2 separate regions of the Rattus norvegicus genome follow, and region 2 is linked to region 1. A link is a contact called in public Hi-C data. All regions are on one chromosome and are shown on one strand. Each heading gives the region's core, a stretch centred on a gene start, on an enhancer-like site or on the middle of the called end of the contact. The rest is flanking DNA. Distances are from core to core; before and after follow the strand shown. Region 1 overlaps Foxn3 (forkhead box N3). Region 2 has its middle 79 kb from the start of Foxn3.

Region 1 (2,700 bases), core at 71-2,570:
CAGGCTCAGGGAACGGAGAGTAGATAATTTTGTAAAGAAGAGATCTGATAAATATGGTTGGGAGTTAGGCCTGGCAAAATGTAGGTGTACCCTAGACCTGAGTTGTTTGTCCCGCAAAGTCCTTAAAAGCCACCTGGGAAGCCACTCCTTAAAATATCCTTAATCCCAATATCCTTAAGTAGGGTCCTAGCAATGTATATCAAGAAAGCACCCCATGGAGTGGTTGTTCTGAAAACCTCTCCTCCGGGTAGAAAAGTGCAAACAGACTTATTGAGTATAACTTGATTGTGTTCAAAATGCCCTTGTTTGTTGAACAAACATTTACCAAGCATTAGGTTAGGTGCAAGAGGGCCAAAGTCTCGCTCCTACAGGGCTTACCTATTTGTAAACAAATGTGGAAGCTCCTAACAAAACTCATGGAATACCAGTGTGAGCGTTGCCTTTGCACTCCGTTCTCAAAGCGAAGGAAAGGGCTAGGTATTTACACAACCCTCAAGTCACACTGTCAGAGAAATAGGACTCGAAAGATGAGTGCGATTTGGATACGGCGGGAATTTCTGGACAGCTCAGACGGCATGGCTACCGTTCACAGGAAAGACTGTCGGAGCTGAGAGAGCTTCAGTGTTGCAGCACCTGTTAGCTCACAGACACGCAGCCCTGGGTTCCCGCCTCAGTACCAGAAGCAAACAACGGAAACGAAGACAAGTTTGTGAATTTTTCTTTTAACAAATTTAGGAAGAGGGACAGATATAGGGGAGCTAAGAGCACTTGCTGCTCTGTGGTGAACTCAAGTTCGGTTTCTGCCTCATCAGGCAGTCCATAACCGCTTGTACCTCTAGCTCCATGGGATACAATCCCCCATTCTGGCCTCCTTGGGCACCTGCACACACGATATACATGCATACATACACTCAAACACACACACACACACACACACACACACACACACACGCACACGCACGCACATGAAATAAGTAGGTCGCTTTTTTAAACTGAGGTGAAAATACTGTTAGTGACTCTCCCTGAGAAGAAGTTGGTTTTTTTTTTCTTTCCTGATAATGTACTTCTTTTATGCTTGCATTTACATCTGTAGAGTTCTAAGCTTTCTACCACAGTGTTCCGGTTATCTAAATGTGCCTCAGAATTACCTGGAAGGCTAATTTAAATGCTACCAATGGTCCCCACACCCATAATTTCTGGTTCCAGAGGCCGAGGCTTGACCTGAGACTTCGAATCCCTAAAATGCACTGCAGGCCTGACAACCATACTTTGAGGGCCACTGGATTCCAGAAGAATCAATCGGTCTGGGAGGGTGGGGTATAAAGGTCACCAAAAGCCCAAGAGGGTGTGTCCTAGGAGGAGGAGGAGCAGGTACAGGCAAAGACAATCCCTTAGTCACAGCTTGACCACAACACACAAGGACGCTATTTGTGATGGCCAAGATAACAATAACAAACCTCACTTTTCCCCTTCTGTGGAGAAGAAAGAGACCCTCGGCTGGAAGACCCAGAAGTTCCTCAGTGAAGTGGAAGACTTGGTCACCATTTGACAACCTCTGTGCATTCCCTCCTGTGTTTACCAGGCCAGTCCTCAAGGGTGGAGCCTGGGAAAGGCTTCTTGGTATTTCTTCAGCAGGGAGTAGGCAAGAAGGTGACTCCGGAGTGGGGAGGGTAAGGAAAGTACCAGTGATGGGTGGGGTGAGATTCATTAATTCAGGCTCCCCTGCCAACCCTGAGCCTATGAAGTCACCTGCTAGAGGCAAAATAGAAGTATACAGTCTCTCAGTTCCTCCGTAACCATAAACAAAACCGTAAACTGATGATGGTCTAGACTAGGGCTCAGGCAACTCATTCAGTCAACAAGGATTTGCTTTCAACACCTATCAACTCCACGCCCATCGCTGAGTGACGAGGTCCTGAATGACAGCCCGGGAAAAATACACGTGGCACTGGTCATCCAGGACAGGAGGGCATCTTAAAGTTTGTGTATTATTTTATGTGCACAGGTGTCATGCCTGCCTGTGTGTCTGCAGACCACATGAGTGCTTGGTACCTTTAGAGGCCAGAAGGTGGGGTCACAGGTGGTTCTGAGCCCTCAGAGAGTGCTGAGAACAAAACCCCAAGTTCTCAAGGGCAGCCAGTGCTCCTAACTACTGAGCCATCCCTCCAGCTCACTGGCAAGCATATGCGAAGCAACAATAAATGTATAAACATACCAAGCACAATGCCAAGACCGGAATAGTACAGCCAAGCAGACACATGCTAGGACGTACCAGCTAGATAACCCCAGGCAAGGAACATAACTTCTTTCCCTCTATCTAGTTTCCTTATCTTAAAAATGGAGGAACGGAGGGTGGGCGGAGGTTGACGAGATGACTCCTGGTGAAAGCTTAGCAAGTAAGCAAGGCAATCAACCACAGGCAGATCTTTGGAGCACACGGGGGTAGAAAAGAACTAGGTGTTGCCCTCTGACCACCACACACATCACACACAGACACACACATGCATGCTCTTGATACAGGTCACGCATACACATAATAATTGCTATGTATTATATAAATATCATTTATAAGTTTATAAATAATAAAGAACTATAAATAATTGGTATGAACTATTATTAGTAGTAGTAGTAGTAGTAATTTTAAAGGGGAAATGAGATAATAACTAGTTACATCAGCTAGCTTTGGATCATTATTTCAGA
Region 2 (2,700 bases), core at 8-2,507, 240 kb after region 1:
CCATAAATACTTTTTTATATGATCATCTCTCCAGCTACAAACTAAAAAGTAGGTAAAAGTAGTTGGGTTTTTTTTTTTTTTTTAAAGCGATTACTCTGACAAAGCGAAGGATAGGAAAGTTGCAAGTGAATGATCCTTCGGAGTGGAAAAGGTTAGCTGTAAATACTCTTTTGAAATACACCGTGAAGGATTTTCACTCTGAGATTAGGGCTGTTCGTGCCTCCAGGTTCAAGTGTTGCTCAATCAGCGAGGTGCTCAATTCACGGTGATTGCTGCTCCGGTTTCTTGTTGATCGAGAAATATGCATAATCTCAGCCCAGAGACATTTACCATAAAAATGAATCTAAGAAATAGGGTTTCATTTAAATTTTCCAGTTGCAGTGGATCGAGGAAATTATATGCAGAACATTAAGATGTGAAAAGCTCTGATTCGAACAAGACCAAAGAGGCTGCTTCACGATGTCCCTAATGTTGTGTTCGAATTAGATGGCGAGCTTTTCCTGTTCCGAGCCCTTGTCAATTTGATTAAAATCACAAACACGTGACTGACTCCGCCTCAGTTAAAAATACTCTCAAGCCAGAGAATGAGCTTTGTATTTGCAAGTGGCTTCTTCTGCCCTAGCGAGACTATTGCCCTAGCAGGGAGTGGAGTGGGGTGGCGTAAACGGTTTAAAATTTAAAACCTCTAACCGGATTCTCCCGGTGAAGCCCACTGCAGATTGCCAGTCCGGATTCAGACATTTACGATCTAAAAATGGCCCTTAAGAAATGCAGCTTTTATTTCGACGTTGTTTTCAAGGACAGAATTTGGAAGCCTGTCTGATTTCTGCACATACTCTTTCTTAGACTTAAAAAACCAAATCTTTCAGGAGAAAACATTTGCGGAAAAGACGCACGGCCTCAAGGTGTGTGCTGGTGTGTGCGCGTGAGGGGACGCGCATGCACGTTTCTGCCGAGTTTAGACCTTGCCGGGACGATCAACTCCGTCCCTTCGAACTGAAAAAGTCTCCAAGCCGTGACCCGCCCCGTCGGCGTGGACGAGCAGGGGATCCGGTTACGCCCGAGGAGCGACTCGGTGGCTGCGCCTTTCGGGGAGATCTGGGGACGCCGCCGGGCCGCCCACGCGGGGCTCAGGGCCCGAGCTTCCCACAGAAGCCGCCAGCATCAGGCGCGGCGGCTGCGCTGCCATGGCAACCGTGGCCTGCCGGTCCCCGCTTTCGGGCGCCGGCGCTCCAGGCCGGGCGGGGCGGGGCTGGCGTTGCTAGGAGACCTGCAGCGGGCGTCCGCCTCCGCGGCCCGGTCTCCCGGCTTCCACCCTTCACCTACTTCTGCCTGGCAGAGACTGACGTGGGGGTTGGGTTTGATGGCCACGTGGTGGCCCAGTGTCTCAGTCGCCCCTTCTGGCCCATGTGAGGTCCACACTCCTTCACCCAGGAGCACTGTGGCCCTTGACCCAGGAGAAAACACCTCTGCATTGTTTCCTCTCGCCTCCCTCCTCCTCTGTCCTCACTTGATCTAAAAGTCCCCAAAGCCCCTGGAAGGCTCCCTAACCCACCATTCTTTCCTCTCTAGCCGGATCCATGTCTTGACTTCAACCAGGAGTCGTGCAAAGCACTTTCTGTATGTCATCTAATTTTTTTTTAATCCTGTGATATAGAGGTTAGTTAATTCATTTACCATAAAGTGTAGCCAAGGTCAAACAGCTGGGCGGGATGGGACAGGATACTCATGAGGTCCAGTCCTTTTATATTGCTCAAATTTCCTCGCTAGGCTGCCTGTTGGCTAGACCCCCATTCTCTTTGCCGTCCAAGCACGCATACCCCACACCACCTGGGACATGCTGTCTGGAACAAGGTCTGACAAGAGGATTGAGAACTTGAAATCAGAGACGTCCAAAATACCTTTGGACAAACGGTTTACATAGTGATGTATCCCTGATAATTTGCAGATGTCCCTGTCTGTAAATACTACTGGCACAACGAGAAACTCTCAATTCTTAGTAAAGAGAGAAAATGGTAACCCAAGACCGACTTGCTTGCTGTGGTTATCCCACGTTGAGGTAGATATTTGGGGGGAGGGGTGTAAAAACTGTTTTCTCCTCAACTATGTCCACGAAGTTTACCTATTTATGTATTTGGTTATTTTTGTGAGAACACGCAAGGGCCCGCAGAACGAGATTGTGTGTGTGTGTGTGTGTGTGTGTGTGTGTGTGTGTGTGTGTGTGTGTGCGTGCGCGCGCATGCGTGCCAGGCGTAGTAACTACCACCTAGGGGATGGCGCAGAGAGGGTGGCTCAAAGGGAGACAATCCAGAGACGGTGTCTTGAAGACCGAATGGCAGAGCAGCAGCCAGAGTGAGCAGATCCGGCTCTCAGGAACTGATAGGAAACGGCTCTTTTAAATTTTTACTGCAACAGAGGGGTACAAGAAGCCAAGCTAAAGAGTAATAATTTAAAGTGAAGATCCAGGCACAGCGTGACCCAAAGCATACCTTTCCCAAGGAGGGTATCCCTTGATGTACAAACACTGTTAGTTTTATCTCTCCCCGACCCGGTCCTCACCTCCGTCTCTGTGTACCTGGCGAAGGTTGTGAGTATAAACACTTACCGCTCTGGGACCTTGGCTGGGCCAGGATGAACTAACTATTGTAAAATAAAGGACGTTGGAAGTCTGAGTCGTGAGAAGGAAGGCATCTAAACACT

What was found. A called contact is a pair of places that touch in the nucleus more often than the background predicts.
Region 2: a contact with region 1 is called in a Hi-C map of liver, with 1.8 times the contacts expected there. The contact joins two enhancer-like sites. A contact is called at or near these places in 3 of 12 Hi-C or Micro-C datasets (Schwann cells, liver and mammary epithelial cells).

Annotation. Positions count from the first base shown.
Region 1 is chr6:124,407,966-124,410,665 of GRCr8, forward strand. All of the region lies in intron 2 of Foxn3 (forkhead box N3), which reads right to left. Among named protein-coding and RNA genes, the nearest start is that of Foxn3, 160 kb to the right of the region's middle. Within about 2 kb of position 1,321, at least 2 of the 93 cell types and tissues checked have an H3K27ac peak or open chromatin away from gene starts, as enhancers often do. A contact at or near this core is called in liver, where this site is marked.
Region 2 is chr6:124,649,299-124,651,998 of GRCr8, forward strand. No RefSeq gene overlaps it. Among named protein-coding and RNA genes, the nearest start is that of Foxn3, 79 kb to the left of the region's middle. Within about 2 kb of position 1,258, at least 38 of the 93 cell types and tissues checked have an H3K27ac peak or open chromatin away from gene starts, as enhancers often do. A contact at or near this core is called in liver, where this site is marked.